Regions from separate parts of the Sus scrofa genome. Here region 2 is linked to region 1. Evidence: chromatin contacts called from public Hi-C data. All regions are on one chromosome and are shown on one strand. Each heading gives the region's core, a stretch centred on a gene start, on an enhancer-like site or on the middle of the called end of the contact. The rest is flanking DNA. Distances are from core to core; before and after follow the strand shown.

Region 1 (7,689 bases), core at 2,479-4,978:
GGCTGTTTCCACCTGGAGCTATTATGGTTAAAAAATCTTGTATGGATTTTTGTGAGGATAGAATCTTCATTTATCTGTGTTAAATGCCCCGGAATGAAATCAGTGTGTCATACGGTAATTATATGTTTAGTTTTGGTTTAAAAAAAAAAAAAGCTGCAAAACCCTTTTCCAGATTTTGCACTTGCACCAGTAATGTATGTGACCCAGTTCCTCCATAGCATAACCAGTGTTGGGTATCCTCATTAAAAAAAAAAAATTGGGGAGTTCCCATTGTGGCGCAGTGGTTAACAAATCCGACTAGGAACCATGAGGTTGTGGGTTCGATCCCTGGCCTTACTCAGTGGGTTAAGGATCTGGCATTGCCGTGAGCTGTGGTGTAGGTCAAAAACGTGGCTTGGATCCCATGTTGCTGTGGCTCTGGTGTAGGCCGGCGGCTATGGCTCTGATTAGACCCCTAGCCTGGGAACCTCCTTATGCTGCAGGAGCAGCCCAAGAAATGGCAAAAAGACAAAAAAAAAAAAAAAAAAAAAAAAAAAAAGGCAATTCTAAGTGTGTAATGATATCCAAGATTCCTTATGAAACTGAACAGGGCTCTGTGGAGCTCCTGGGCACAAGCTTTCTGTGTCCCCCATTTCTTGTTTTTTGGAAATAAGCTTCAGCCCCAAGGCCTTCCCTGAGCTCCAAAGAGCAGGTTCCAACACACTGCTCATCAGGGAAGGGAGGGGTTGCAGAGACCAAGAGACAATAGTGCAGCCTGGGGGCAGGGTCCTGGGCCCTCCTCTAGAAATACACATAACACTATCTGTGAGTCCTTCTGCAGAACTAAAACCCCCAAGAAGAAAACAGGAGCGGAGGACCACCAGAACCAGTCCTGGGGCCCTAAACACCAACCAACTTGAAGAAGAATGAAAGCTTGCACCGGCCCTGATCTGTGGCCCTGTTTTCTACTCCCCAGCTATAAAACCACTTCCTAATCTCCCCCAAGGGCACACAGTCTTTAGGGCATTAGCCTGTTGTGGCTCCTTTGCCTGGCAAAGCAACAGAGCTATTTTTCCTCCTTCGCCCCAAACTCTGTCTCTGTGTTTCTATTTGGCACCAGTGGACAGAGGTCGAGTTTTGGCACCATTCACTTTGTCATTTCTTTGGGCTTGGAAAACGTCTTGAGTCATTCTTCTAGAATATGTCTACAAGCAACACATCTTAATCTCCCTTCATCTGAGAATGTCTTGATTTCCCTTTCAACCTGAAGGATATTTTCCCTGGATATGGAATTCCAAGTTGGTGGATTTTAGCTTTCCACACTTGAAAAAAGTGCTGTGCCACTTCCTTCTGGCTTCCATGGTTTTTGATGGAAAAATCTGCACTAATTCAAATGCCTTTTTTTTTCTTTCTTTTATTTGCCCCCCTAAGTGATGCATCATTTCTCTCTGGCTGCTTTAAAATGTTTCACTTTTGGGAGTTCCCACTGTGGCACAGAGGAAACGAATCCGACTAGTAACCATGAGGTTGGGGGTTTGATTCCTGGTCTCAGGGTTGAGGATCTGGCATTGCTGTGAGCTGCAGTGTAGGTCGCAGATGCAGCTCAGATCCTGGATTGCTGTGACTGTGGTGGAGGCCAGCAGCTGCAGCTCTAATTCAACCCCTAGCCTGGGAACCTCCATATGCTGCAACTGTGGCCCTAAAAAGCAAAATAAATGAATAAATACCCACGCCACAGCTGCGACCCAAGCCACAGCAGTGACAATGCCAGATCCTTAGCCCTCTGTGCCACCTTGGAACTCCTAGTCTAATTTTTAAAATGTGAGATATTATGCACAAAGAACTTTCAGATAAGTAATTCTCTGTACCTTTAGGGACCTGAGTTAATCATAGTTATTTTAAATTCTCATTTTGTTATGACATTCAGTGTTTATCAGCATTCTCTAGTGATAAATAACAGAAGGAAGTTTATTCCTGCCTCTAACCCAAAGTCCTTTTGTTTTTGGTCTTTTTAGGGCTGTGTCTACAGTATATGGAGGTTCCCAGGCTAGGGCTTGAATTGGAGCTGCAGCCACTGGCCTACACCGCAGCCACAGCAATGCCAGATCCGAGCTGTGTCTGCGACCTACATCACAGCTCACAGCAACCCTGGATCCTTAACCTACTCAGTGAGGCCAGGGATTGAACCCACATCCTCATGTTGTGTTCATTACCACTGAGCCACGATAAGAAATCCCAAAAGAACAGATGTCTAATGGTGGGATCTAGGCAGATGGACAGGCCTGTGGTCAGATAATTAGGCCAGGGCTTTTTTCTGAGGTTTTATCACACGGTCACTACAAACTCTGTCCAGACATAATTCTCCCTCAAGGTCAGCACTTTCCATTTTTCTTTGGACAATTACGTGCTCTATTGGCTTTTCATTCAGCAAGAGAGGGCAAAAAGATCCTTTAATTTACCAGGAATGCTTTTTAAATGCATCCGCCAACTCAAGCCTATCAGAAAGATAATGGTTTTCCACTCTCAAAATGATGAAGTAAATTTCAGTCAAGATGAACTTAAACGTTATTCGTGGGCCGTAGATTTTTTAAAAATTAATTTCATCAATCACGAGTCAGCCATTACCTTCCACGGCTCCAGACTGTTCTTACAGTCTGAAAGGTATCTCCTGCCTTGTTCAAAGCCAGCTTCAAAGGCAGTTTTCAGTGGAGTGGCAAAAGGAGGGCCTTTTGCTCCAGGAGGGCCATGGCCAAGAGCCCTGGAGTCCAACAGTCCCCTGCTAGTCCTGGTTCTGCTGCTGCTTGGCTGTGTGACTTAGAGACTGTTTCTTAACCTCTTTGTGCCTCCTTCCCTTATTTGTAAAGAGAAGATAAAGAGGTGGAGTTCCTGTCATGGCTCAGATGTAACAAACCAACTAATATCCATGAAGACTTGGGTTCGATCCCTGGCCTCCCTCAGTGGGTTAAGGATCCGGCATTGCTGTGAGTTGTGCTGTAGGCCAGCAGCTTCACCTCCAATTCAACCCCTAGCCTGGGAACTTCCATAAGCCGTAGGTGCAGCCACCCCCAAAAAAAGAAAAAGTAAGAAAGAAAGAGAAAGAAAGAAGGAAAGAGAGAAAGAGGAAGAGAGAAAGAAAGAGAGAAAGAAAGAAAGAAAAGAAAAAGAAAGAAAGAAAGAAAGAAAGAAAGAAAGAAAGAAAGAAAGAAAGAAAGAAAGAAAGAAAGAAAGAAAGAAGGAAGGAAGGAAGGAAGGAAGGAAAGAAAGAAAAAGGGAGAAAGAAAGAAAGTTTTCTGGAAGCTTGCAGGGTTATTTAAAGATTAAATGAAATGACGTATGTGGGTCAGTTTTCAAGGGATCTGTCACATAGTAAACTCAATGAATCTTAGTTATTGTTATTGTTATTATTCTGATACAAAGGCAACATCATTTTTATTTTGTTGTTACTAGGACTCATGGTATCTCCCTCCATCCTTTATCCCTTTATCAAGCCTTTATCCCTTCAGGTTCAGCTACTCCCTCCCCCATGTCCCAGCTGTGGTTGGGTTGCCACAAGGGGAGGAGAACCAGGAAATGCTCCCAGTTGCAGGCAGTAGGCAGTGCTGCTGGAAGATGGGCTTTGGGCCCTGCCTGTGGGCTGAGCAGATGTCCAGCATGTCCTGGTCCACGTGCTTGGAGCTCAGTGGCAGGTGCTCCCTCAATCCCACGGGCACCCAGTGAAGTTCAGGGCCCTCAGCTCAGAGCTTCCGGAGGAGAATCCTCCAATCCCAAGCTTTTCAAACCACTCAGTTCATCAATTCCCAGCAAAGACCAAAGGTGATATGCTGGAATCCATGAAAAATACACAATCAATGTGGCCACCTTCCCAGAACACTGATGACTCTTGAGAGCTGGGGGGACAAACATGATAGTTATTAAAACAAAGCTGCAAAGACGATAGCCTGGAGGGCAGAATGGTTGTAACTTTTGAAGATATAACCTGGAGAATTTTAACAACACTGCACATAGAGGACAGGTTCAGATCATGCCGCGGCCATGGGCTCTGGCCTATACCCAGGTGAGGTCCAGAGGCAGGGCTCTCCTCCATGCCAGCAGGCCAACTCCAGGTCAAGGAGGGACCAGATGGCTTTGGATGGGCTGGACCTCATCACAGCCAGCTAAAGCCACCCTGACTCTGGAGCAAATCTCGCTAAAGCATATCCAAGCCTTGGTGGGCAGGGTGGTTCTAGAGATAGGAGAACATGAAGAGCCAGGTAACAGCATGATCTTCCTACAGCGCATGCCCACAGCATCCCCTTGGCCATCAGGGCCTCTACTTTCCCCGCTGAGCAGTCGCTGGGGTCGTGGGTACAGTGCTGATTCTGAAAAGTAGGAGAAGCTCAGTTCTGAGTTCAAGATCGGCTACACCCCAACCATGGAATAATTCCCTTCACCTAGGCCCTGGGTTTTCTTACAAGTGACATGGACATGGCTATAGCAACCTCCTGGGTGTGACTGTGAGATCAAACAAGATGCTCATACATTCTTAGTCATTTACGGATTTGGGTCTCTACCTAGTGAGGCGCATGCATAGAAAAGAGGACGAAGAGCTCCCATCGTGGCTCAGCAGAAACGAACCTGACTAGCATCCATGAGGATGCAGGTTTGATTCCTGGCCTTGTTCAATGGGTTAAGGATCTGGCATTGAGCTGTGTGGTATGAGCTGTGGTGTAGGTCACAGATGAGGCTCAGATGTGGTGTTGCTGTGGCTGTAGCATAGGCCAGTGGCTACAGCTCCAATTCGACCCCTAGTCTTCCATATGTCACAGGTGCAGTCCTAAAAAGACAAAAGAAAGAAAGAAAAGAAGAGGACGAAGTTAAGGTGAGTGGCCACTAAACCACCCCCCATCCTCTCCTACAGAGGAGGTTTGTCCATTCCTCACTCCCTGGAGCCCTAACCAGCCACCCGACTGTCCCCTGGCCACACGCAGTGCCTGGAAACAGGCACTGAACCTCCTGTGCAGTCTGGAGTCAATCATTCCGGCAGTCCCAACACTGGGCTCCTTATGGTGGAAAAGGCGACGGGTAGGACGGTCCAGAGTCATGGTGTCTGGAGGTCACTGTAGCAAAAAAACTCATAGAAGGAGCCCCAGAAAGTGTCCAGTCTGTCCTTGATCTCAGGTGCCACATGTTCCAAGGGATGTGCAGGTGTCAGATATCCCAGGGATTCTCCAATGTATGCAATTCCCCTGACCTCTGACCTGGGCACAGGTAGCCACTCCCTGGCTGGGAGACCCACCCCCACCCCCGGGGTCTTGTGTCTTTGCCCCTTGTCTGGTCTTGTGTCTCTCTGGCTCTATCTCTCCCTCTCTCTCCCAGGTCCTGCCTCCAGAGATGGTCACCCCTTGCTCTACTGGATTCTGGGCTGCAGGGCCTGGGGGGGGCTGGGGACCCTCCCAAAGAGCTGCACTCAGGGTAGGATGCTTAACTTTCAGACCCCCCCCCCCCCCGCCCCCGTGAAGCTTTGGCAAACAGATCTCCTAGGCTTCATTATGGAAAAGGAGTCGTGTCTCCTTCTTGGCCTCAGGTCATGTAACAATAAGGCTCCATTCTCTTGACTTGCAGCTACATTTCGATGTGTATTCTTATTCAACACTTATTTAGCGAGTATCAGGCATTCTTCTAGGTACCAGGGACCCAGTTCTAGCTCTAACATCACTGTTTCCTCCTTCCTTCTTTTCTTCTTTTTAGGGCCGCACAGGCAGCATGTGGAAGTTCTCAGGCGAGGGGTCCAATCAGAGCCACAGCAACGCCTGATCCCAGCTGTGTCTGCAACCTACACCACGGCGCACAGCAACGCTGGATCCTCAACCCACTGAGCAAGGCCAGGGGTCAAACTCACGACCTCATGGATACTAGTCCTATTCGTTAACCACTGAGCCACGATGGGAGCTCCCTTTCCTTTTTTCCTTTCTTTTTTCTTTTTCTTTCTGTCTTTTTTTTTTTTTTTTTTTTAAGGCCAAACCTGTGGCATATGGAAGTTTCCAAACCAGGGGTCAAATTGGAGCTGCAGCTGCCAGCCTAGGACACAGCCACAGCAACACCAGATCCAAGCTGCATCTAAGACCTATGCTACAGCTCACTGCATCGCTGGATCCTTAACCCTCTGAGCGGGGCCAGGGATCAAACCCATGTCCTCATGCATACTAGTCCGGTTTGTTACTGCTGAGCCACCATGGGAACTCCCCACATTTATTAATCACCTTCAGTGGCATATGTACAGAAACTGGGAGTCAGCATTTAGAAATGTGTGTGGCATTTTGAAGTTGTTGGACATAGAGACACGTGGCACTGAGGTCGTATTTTGTCTTTGTTTTTCCAGGCATTCATTGTTCCCCGTGTTTTCTAGAAGTGTCAATCTGATGTGGACTGGGGAAGAAATAGAACTGGTTCCCACTGCAGGCAGCATGGCCCCTAAAGGTCTCCGGGAGGCTCTGGTCTAGAAGGTTTGAGATTTTGGGGGCTGGTTTCCACTTCCAGAAGGCCATGACCTTTCATAAACAAAGGGGTTCTCCCGCTCACTCCCCTCTCCCGGCCCTCTCTACAAGTTTTGAAATTCTAGAATCACTCAGGACATCTTGTTCCAAGAAAGGGGTTCAGAGGCAAACTCACAGTGATGCTAAGACCCTTTGGGGAGATCTTCCTGAATACGGAGTGGCCAGGAGGGACGTTCCAGAGCTTTGCCATTGACTAGAGGAGCCAGGCTTGAGAAGGGAGACCAGGCCAGGTGGTGATGAGGACGGAAGATGCCATCTGAGACAATGTTTCAGAACAAGGCGGAGGAGGAGGAGGCAGGCCTTTCCCACGCCAGTCCCTCCAGCCCCCTCAGGGAGGGGTCAACCCCCTGTAACGTGGCAGGAGAACCAGGTCAACTCTTCCCAACCTTCCCACTGACCCCAGCTCAGGCCTTCCTGATGGAAAATCCTTCATGGGCTTCCTGTGCCTTTTCCACGTGGCTGGAGATTTTCAGCCCAGTGAGCAGCGGGTTTCCATGTGCAGCATTGGTGCAGCAGGAAAAAGTTGTGAGAGAGGGATGGGCAGAGGGGGCCTGGAGGGCTTCAGGAAACTGCCCTGAGCTGCCACCTGATAAGCGGAGGCCAGCTGTGTGAGGATCCGGGGAGGAATGTTCCAGGCAGAGGACAGAGAGTGCCAGGGCTCAGAGCGGGAAGGGACTCAATGTCCAAGCAGTAGGAAGAAGCGTAGTGAGGTGGGGTGGGCGGGGAGCAGGTGAGGGCATGACTGAAGTTCATCAGGCTGGCAAAGGTGGGCCCCACAGGATGGCGACGCTCAAGGCTAGGAGTTTAGATCGCATCATCATATTCAATGAGGGATGCCAGATAAAATATAGTTCGCCTAGTTAAATTTGAATTTCAGATAAGTTTTTGGTTTTTTGCTTTTTAGGGCCACACCCGTGGCATATGGAGGTCCCAGGCTAGGGGTCCAATCAGAGCTGCAGCTGCTGGCCTATGCCACAGCCACAGCAACGAAGGATCCAAGCCGAGTCTGTGACCTACACCACAGCTCATGGCAATTCCGGATCCTTAACCCACTGAGCGAGGCCAGGGATTGAACCTGAAACCTCATGGCTCCTAGTCGGATTCCTTTCCGCTGTGCCACAATGGGAACTCCTGTTTTTTTTTTTGGTCTTTCTAGGGTTGCCCCTGTGGCATATGA
Region 2 (7,689 bases), core at 3,484-5,983, 76 kb before region 1:
CTGACTCCCACCCATGCTGCAGAAAACCAGTGTGAGCGGTAAAGGTACCAGAGTTTGGAAGGGAGAAAGAGGCAATGAACCTTCAAGAGAACATTTTAAATTTTATGCACCGATTTGGATGCTTCGAATTCCAGATCGACATTTCCAAATGTACCGCCATGGCGCAGAGTTTTCACCTATAAATGCCCTTTTCTCTCCTGGGATCTCCCCAAGTCTCCTCCATCACAGTGCTTTTCCTATTACCCAGCATTCAGGGACCATCCCAGCTTCTGAACGCCTCGTTTTCCATGACTGATTTTTACCACATAGCACACTTTATATTTCCTCCGGCAAATTCCCTGTGGGCGACTTCATTGTCTGAGGTCTCCTATGCCCTGCATATTGTACACTGAAGACACCAGTTTGACCCAAGACTCCATCAGAAGGTCAAACGTTTCTTCTCATGGAAAAACACCCCCCTCTTAACCCTACACTCAGTGACTGAACCAGTTTCTACAACTCCCTCCGGTTCAAGGATTTGGCATCCTAAGGCTGTTTTATTTTACAATCCTTACTCTGGTAACCTTATTAATTCATGTATCAGGGTTTAAAATTTCTATGATTAGGATATTTACCTACTATTGATTCTCAAATGTTAAATTTAAATGTGTATATAAAGAAATCTGTCATTTAAAACATGGTGGCTCTGAAAACTATTTAAAAATCTGTTGAATGAAAATTCAACCCATTTAATAATCTGCAGATAGTATCATATAAATGAAGAGTAGTTTTCAAGACTGTTACTGGGGGAGCAATAATACCATAACAGTGAAGAGCCCAGACCTTGTAATAAAATACTGGATTTTTAAACCCAATGTGATGTTAAGCCAGTGACTTTTATTTCTAAACCTATAAAATGGGAGGCAAATGTGATTATAAAAGAGCCACAATGAGAGATCCTTGTCCTTTTTTTTTTTTTTTCTGTCTTTTTGCTATTTCTTTGGGCCGCTCCCACGGCAGATGGAGGTTCCCAGGCTAGGGGTCGAATCAGAGCTGTAGCCACCGGCCTACACCAGAACCACAGCAACACGGGATCCGAGCCGTGTCTGCAACCTACACCACAGCTCATGGCAACGCTGGATCGTTAACCCACTGAGCAAGGGCAGGGATCGAACCTGCGACCTCATGGTTCCTAGTCGGATTCGTTAACCACTGTGCCACGACGGGAATTCCAAGAGATCCTTGTGATGATGGAGTTGTTGTTTCTTGACTATAATCAGTGTCAATATCCTGGTTACATTATTTTACTGTAGTTTTTCAATGTTATCATTGGGTAAAACTGAGCAAAGCTTATATGAGAGCCCTGTATTATTTCTTACATTATTTGTAAGAAGTAATGATTTCTACAATTATCTCCCAACTAAGTTTAAAGAAGTCATTCACAAGTGTAGATTTAAATTTCATGTTAATTTTCAAACTATCCTAGGCAATGATGTATGTTCTCTAATTTTCTGAGTGAAACAATGACACTCCTCATTACTTTCAATTTAGCAACCATGTAACCAGAAGGTGGCGCTATTACCACATGAATAAACCACAGCAAGGCACTACTCACCGCTGGGTCACGTCCTAAAAACAGACCACCAGGATTCTATCAATAAAAACTGTACATGCTAACCCCAAATCAGCAATATTTTCAATGCATGTCTTATGTGAAATTTGAAAAAATACTCTTTTTGCAAGTCATTAAAAAATAACTACCTACACATAATCAATTCTGGGTCTGCTTAACTGAGAAGTTAATGGAAAATGCAGACTCATCTACCTCTCTCTTCATGTCCTATGTGGACTGTCAAACCCTTTCAATGATAAGGAAGATTCTTACCAAATCTGGTACTGAGCTATTATGTCACTCCATTTTTATACAAATATTTCCCACTATACCAAAGTCTTAGAACTTCTGATAAAGACACAACCACCACTTGAACGGAGAAAAGGATCTCTTTTTGTATGTGTGAAAACAACAAAGTTTAGAACTTTCTCATTTGGCTTTTTAAAAAATAAAAACATTTAAAATACTTCTCAGGGCAAGAAAATTAAGTTGCACCAGTTAATAAAAATTACCAAGACCAATATTCTTTATCCAGTTCCATTATTGATGGATGCTAGACACACAGCAGATGTGGACTTGTTACTAATATGTGGTTTGCAAGAAGCAGCCCCTAACACCTGGCGGTGCGTTTTTCTGAGCGCACATCAACAGCCATCTGGGGATGAGCCTGTCCTCTGCACTCATCCTTATCTGCCGGTGTCACACCAAGCTGACCACTAACCAAGCACGGCAAAAGCAGCACAGAGAATTCAAACTATGCTCAGAAGCCAGCCTAATTTTGCTTTTCAGAAGATGCTCCTGAATTAAGCAAAATAAGCTTTTTTCCCAAAAAGACTCATTTTTCCTTGTGCAATTACATATCAAGCTACAGCCTTTCAAAGGTTACCAAATAATTAGTCTGTCCTTAAATATGTAAATTCAATTAACCACCTTTTATACTAGTTCTATTTACTTGTAGCCACAAGAGCTGAGCCAGATCAAATGAAAAATAAGTTACAATTAATTCTGAGCAGTTTATTCTCAAGTCATTATTACAGTTTTTAACAGTTGGACACACATAAAGATATCAGACGTAAACACTGGGAAGTACACACACATATTCCCATTCTGAAAGGAGACATGTTATATATACAGGAGGAAAAACGCAGCAAATATTAAGGTCTTCAAAGTAATTTCTGACAATCCAGATGCGACATATTTACAAGAAAAGTATAAGTTTTAAAATAATTAAATAATTTTCATAGAATTATAAAAGTATTGAGATAAATATTAGGAGACCCTGACAATCGCAAGAACATTTTCCTACGCTACTAAATACAAGGGTAGTTCTATAAAAAGTTCCAAAATAGAGCTAATATTTTGCCACTATGAAATATATCAAATACCAATACCAAAATATTAAAACGAACATGCAACATGGAAGCTGTACCAACAAAAACAGCATTAGGTTCCCAAATACTGCCAACTGTCCACGGTGTGTTCATGAAAAAGAAGCTAAGAGTTTGCTGAAAGTGTGATAACTACTTCAAACCTTTCATTCTATCATTCTATTTTCAAATGCAGCTGCAAAAAAGAAACGATCTACGTATAAGTTTTTAAAATATTAGCTTATGAACGAAAATGTTGAGTGGTGCATTCTTTATGCACCCGGATTTTTAAACTGATGTTATAATTCTGGTGTAAGAGATAGTAACCTCGGGACCCCACCACCCTAGTAAGAAATCTCTTTTCCAAAGAAGTCATCTTAGAAAATGAAGAGCAGAAATGGTGACATGTACGAATTCAAAACAAGACAGTACTTGCAATATGGCAAAACAGCATACAAATAGCAGCATGTGAAATTCAAGACTATTTTCTTAAAGCAAATGTTTAAGACTGAACCGTTAAAAACAGTACTTGGTCAAACTGGTCTGTTACTCAACACCCGAAACTAATGATTTTTTTCGAGAGGCGCTCACATCTGTGACAGCCCATGATTAAAGGTCTACTCAGATCTGTGTGCTAAAACAGATATATTGCACAGACAGGAGAATGACAACATTCTGGTCTAAAACAAAATGGTTTCTTATTTAATATGTTAAACTATGCTACTGAAAATTAATTTCATCCCAACTGTTTAAAACCAATCACATGCAGGCCTTCTGAGCACATTCATCTCAAACATTCCTCGACAAGATGGAAAACACAGGCACTTGAATATAGGGTATTAGTGACAAAAAGCAAAGGCTATGATCACAGGACTAAGGGCTGCATGTCTTTACATATAAACTTGAGGTCGTTCGCTGATCCACGTACAGAAATAAGACCTATTTACAAAACTTTGACAAGCAAATCAGATCTTCCAGAAATTTCATACCAAATAATTTTCACTGAATAAAGCGATGACGTCTGCCAGGTCTTGATTAAGCTTTTACAAACCAATGTCTGAGACACGACTGTTTGATTTCTCATTTCCCCCCTTCCTCCACCCCAGTACAACCCACAACCCTAACAGTCCAATAACATCCCCTATGCAAAACCTACCACTCACCTGGGATCCACAGCATCAAAAATGGTGACCATTTCAAAACTGTCCACACCGCAGTATAAATTTTACAGCACCCAGACGCGTCATGAGTTTTAGGTATATTTGCCTGGCAATATTTCATTCAATAATATTAACCAGCACGAATGTGTAAAGATTGAACATTTAATAGGAAATCACAGTAGCATTTTTAAAACAACCAAAATAATTAATAAGCCTTGTTAATGGTTTAAACTGTGGAACACTGAAGTTGTCAAATTCACTAGGAAAAGAGGTTGCACACACGTTTTTACCACCCCAGTGAGAACAAAGCTGCTGACAGCTGATGCTGAGACACTTAAGGTTTCTTTCTTTCTTTCAAGAAGTTACATTTCGTTTGGCTACGTCCTAGATTCTTGGTTTACCAGCTTAGAAAGAGTGCGTCTACGAGGCTATATGCATGGAAACCCTCTCCCCTTTGTCATCTTTGGCTAGAAGCCTCGTGCAAGGACACTGAGGGCTAAACGGGGGGTCAGGCTTCGGGTGCCTCCCTCACACGTCACTGACTGGAAGGCTAGCGTCATCCAAGTCCACGGGGTCACAGTCTGGTTCCTGAGGGCCGTCTTTACGCTGAGGTTTTAGCAGAGCTTGTTCAGTCACTTTGGGAGCTGGTTCTCTTGGAGAGACAGTCTGGACCTTGAAGTTCCCTGGCTTGACCTTGGCAAGAGATTCGTAAAATCCTCGCTTCTCCACGGTAAAGCTTGAGACCAAAGAGTTGCTGCGAGCGGCTGTGGAATGTGAGGCGGCTGCGTAGGCCGGGCGGCCAGCGCGTTTGGGTTCGGAAGGACAGCCGGAAGGCTCCTGCAAAGAGGAGGGCAGGTCAGACACGGCTGGGCACTGGGGACAAGGTCAGTCACTCAGTGTGAGACTTTATCCTCTGAAAAACAAACAGAACAAAACACACACACACACACACACACACACACACACAGAGCAGAAGCATGAGCCATGCAGCAGACGTGTGCAAGTTCTAGCCCAAAGCAATGCATTTTTAGGAGTGAGTTTAGAGCAATGACAGCCAACAACCATTTCCGCTAAGAAACCAGCTCTGTCACCAACGCCAAATGTGTCAGCTCTGACACTCTGAAGACACAGTCAGCCTCAACAGGAAAGCCGTGTTCCAATTGCAACTCAACTGTTTTAACTGCGGGCCTACCAGCTTCGCCATTTTATTTCAGTCTATTCTCACTAACACTAGGAATTATTCCACATATTCTAGAAAGACTAAAAAATGAAAATGCAGAATATAAAAATTAAAGGTCCTTCTTTCTTTAATGAGCAGAACGCAACATTTTTCAAACCTATTGTTTTGCCTGGCAGCCTCACAAATTTAGCTTTTGCTTCCCTGAATTTTACTGCCACAAATAACAGCAGTCTTTTCACTTCGTACTGAATTATTTGTTTTTGCGTATGGCATACGTTCATATGGCTTGAGATTTTAAAGGTAGCAAAGGGTACATATTTAAGCATTTATTAAAGCTGTGGTAAAATTACTGCGAATTTTAACTTCAATATGCTTCTAATGAAATCAAATCTGAAGATAATCTTAAACACGACCCTTCCAAATGCATTGCCATATAGTTCCTAGTATACCGTGTGCATTTGTGACATTAGTAGCTTTGAGAAAAAAAAAAAAAGTGCTACAATCACCGAAACACCACAGATTCCCATTAGCTAGCCAAGTTTCACCTGAGGTGTGAGACGCCGTGCATGCAGTCTATCCAATGCATACGCAGGCATGAGTCTGCACACAGTGTTACCATAAAGGTGCACTTCGAGTGGTATAGTACAAAAAATCACAAAGTACATAAACTACAGAAATTGAAACTCCCGTGGCCATCAATAATTTAGTTTCCGAAGATAGATACGACCTTCTCATTTGGTAAAGTTCTACTTTCTTCATTATTGATCTTTTTTAAAGCTGCATATCCAACCTGATGACGGCAGTGAGAGGGTGTGCGTTAGTGCTGACAAAGTCAGTTACGGTCACTGCAGAAGGCAGTCTGGTTAACTCAACTTTCTAGAATCAGTGGTCAGTAGTGAGTAAGTCCGGGCCCTCTAGTAAGAAGGCACGTCTGCGTGAGAGCCCACATACGTGCTGCATTCCCCAGCTCTTGGCGTATACCTCTGTATACAAGGGTTCGACAGCCTTCTGGCCTGCCGCATCTGGAACACAGTGCAAAGCTAGGATTAGAGTCAACCTATACTGGGGAGGGGGAGGAAAGAAAGTTCTGCTGATAGTTACAGGTGGACAGTCCAACTTGCCCCCACCACAAAGCACGAAACACAAACGCCCTTCTCCAACTTTTCCTCTTCCCGACAGACATTGTTTTTGCAGAGAGTCTCATACTTGACTGCTGAAAAGGGCACATAACACACAGGCAGTTACCAAATGAACCCCTACGAAAATACTGTAAGAGAGTCCCAAAACGATGTAGGAAAAACCACTTGAAAAATGAGAAAAAATGGATTTGTATTTACTGATCTATAGCTATTTCTAACAAGAAACTATTAAAAGACAATATTACTGCAACACTGGAAAATACCTAAAGTGCAGAATGTCTAGCATTGACCATGAGTCCAGATAATAAAGGCTTTCATGCTACATATTAAACTACCTACTGCAGATGCATGGGCTGTGCTTCAAGGCACCGAAAAGTTTTTCATTTCTTGGTAGAATTTGTATTTTCAGATCAGAGATCAGTGACCAAAGTATTCTAAAGCCAGATCTTACTTATTCCTATGACATAACTTTACATGATAAACTTAAAAAGTAAAAATATTCTTCTTACTATCTGAGAATGTTCAGCTGTTTTAATTTTATTATTATACTACCACAAAGACAATTAAGAGAGTAAAAAGCAGCTTCTTAAATTAACCTAGTAAAAAAAATGAGAATGAAAACATGAAGTGGAAAACACCAGCTGAGAATACTAGATTATATTCAAGGTTCGAGCTGCTCAACTCTTTTACGGAACTATGAAGGAAAGCCTAAATTGAAATTATAGGAAGTAAAAAGGAAATTGAGACCGTGACAAAGCTGTGTAATGCTACAACTAAAGGTAACCTTTCGTGATCAGGCCAAATACCCTCCTAAAAATTGGTAAAATTATACCAAATCTGGACCTACTGACAAGTAAGAACTCCTAAAACAAAACAAGGAGATGTTCATTCTTTAGTTGCCCTGCTTGTGCATTTAAGACAATACAATGCACAGGAAGTTACGTATACAGAACACTACAGGAAGCATTAAATTAGAAACGCATTATTTTTTTTTGCAAGTCCAATTGGTATGAAAGTCAACATGCAGATAAATCTCAAAACAGAAAGAAACCAAAAGGATTAGGGGGAGAGGAAGAAAAATAACTTGACAGGATCAGGGGTCCCAAGGGAGTATCACCCCAGAGAGGAGGGAACATACAGAGGAAGCGGATCTGCCGGGCCCCCGCTGTGCTACGATGGCGCCAGAGACGGCTTTAATCCAGCTGTGCATCTCTTCCGGGCTATCGGCCTGAGGGAAGGAAGGAGCCATTCA

Evidence for each region. Hi-C and Micro-C count contacts between places; a contact is called where the count stands out from the background.
Region 2: a Hi-C map of liver shows a contact between it and region 1, with 2.2 times the contacts expected there. The contact joins two enhancer-like sites. A contact is called at or near these places in 1 of 5 promoter capture datasets (liver), 15 of 47 Hi-C or Micro-C datasets (alveolar macrophages, blood, embryonic fibroblasts and 10 more) and 2 of 2 datasets of contacts at active chromatin or transcription factors (alveolar macrophages and skeletal muscle).

Annotation. Positions count from the first base shown.
Region 1 is chr14:131,934,665-131,942,353 of Sscrofa11.1, reverse strand. No RefSeq gene overlaps it. Among named protein-coding and RNA genes, the nearest start is that of PLEKHA1, 22 kb to the left of the region's middle. Within about 2 kb of position 3,728, at least 1 of the 83 cell types and tissues checked has an H3K27ac peak or open chromatin away from gene starts, as enhancers often do. A contact at or near this core is called in liver, where this site is marked.
Region 2 is chr14:132,011,560-132,019,248 of Sscrofa11.1, reverse strand. It overlaps PLEKHA1 (pleckstrin homology domain-containing family A member 1), which reads right to left. Exons shown (of 13, transcript XM_005654150.3): 11 at 7,576-7,665; 12 at 6,280-6,320; 13 at 2,585-4,955. The coding sequence ends at 4,751. Among named protein-coding and RNA genes, the nearest start is that of HTRA1, 28 kb to the left of the region's middle. Within about 2 kb of position 4,733, at least 7 of the 83 cell types and tissues checked have an H3K27ac peak or open chromatin away from gene starts, as enhancers often do. A contact at or near this core is called in liver, where this site is marked.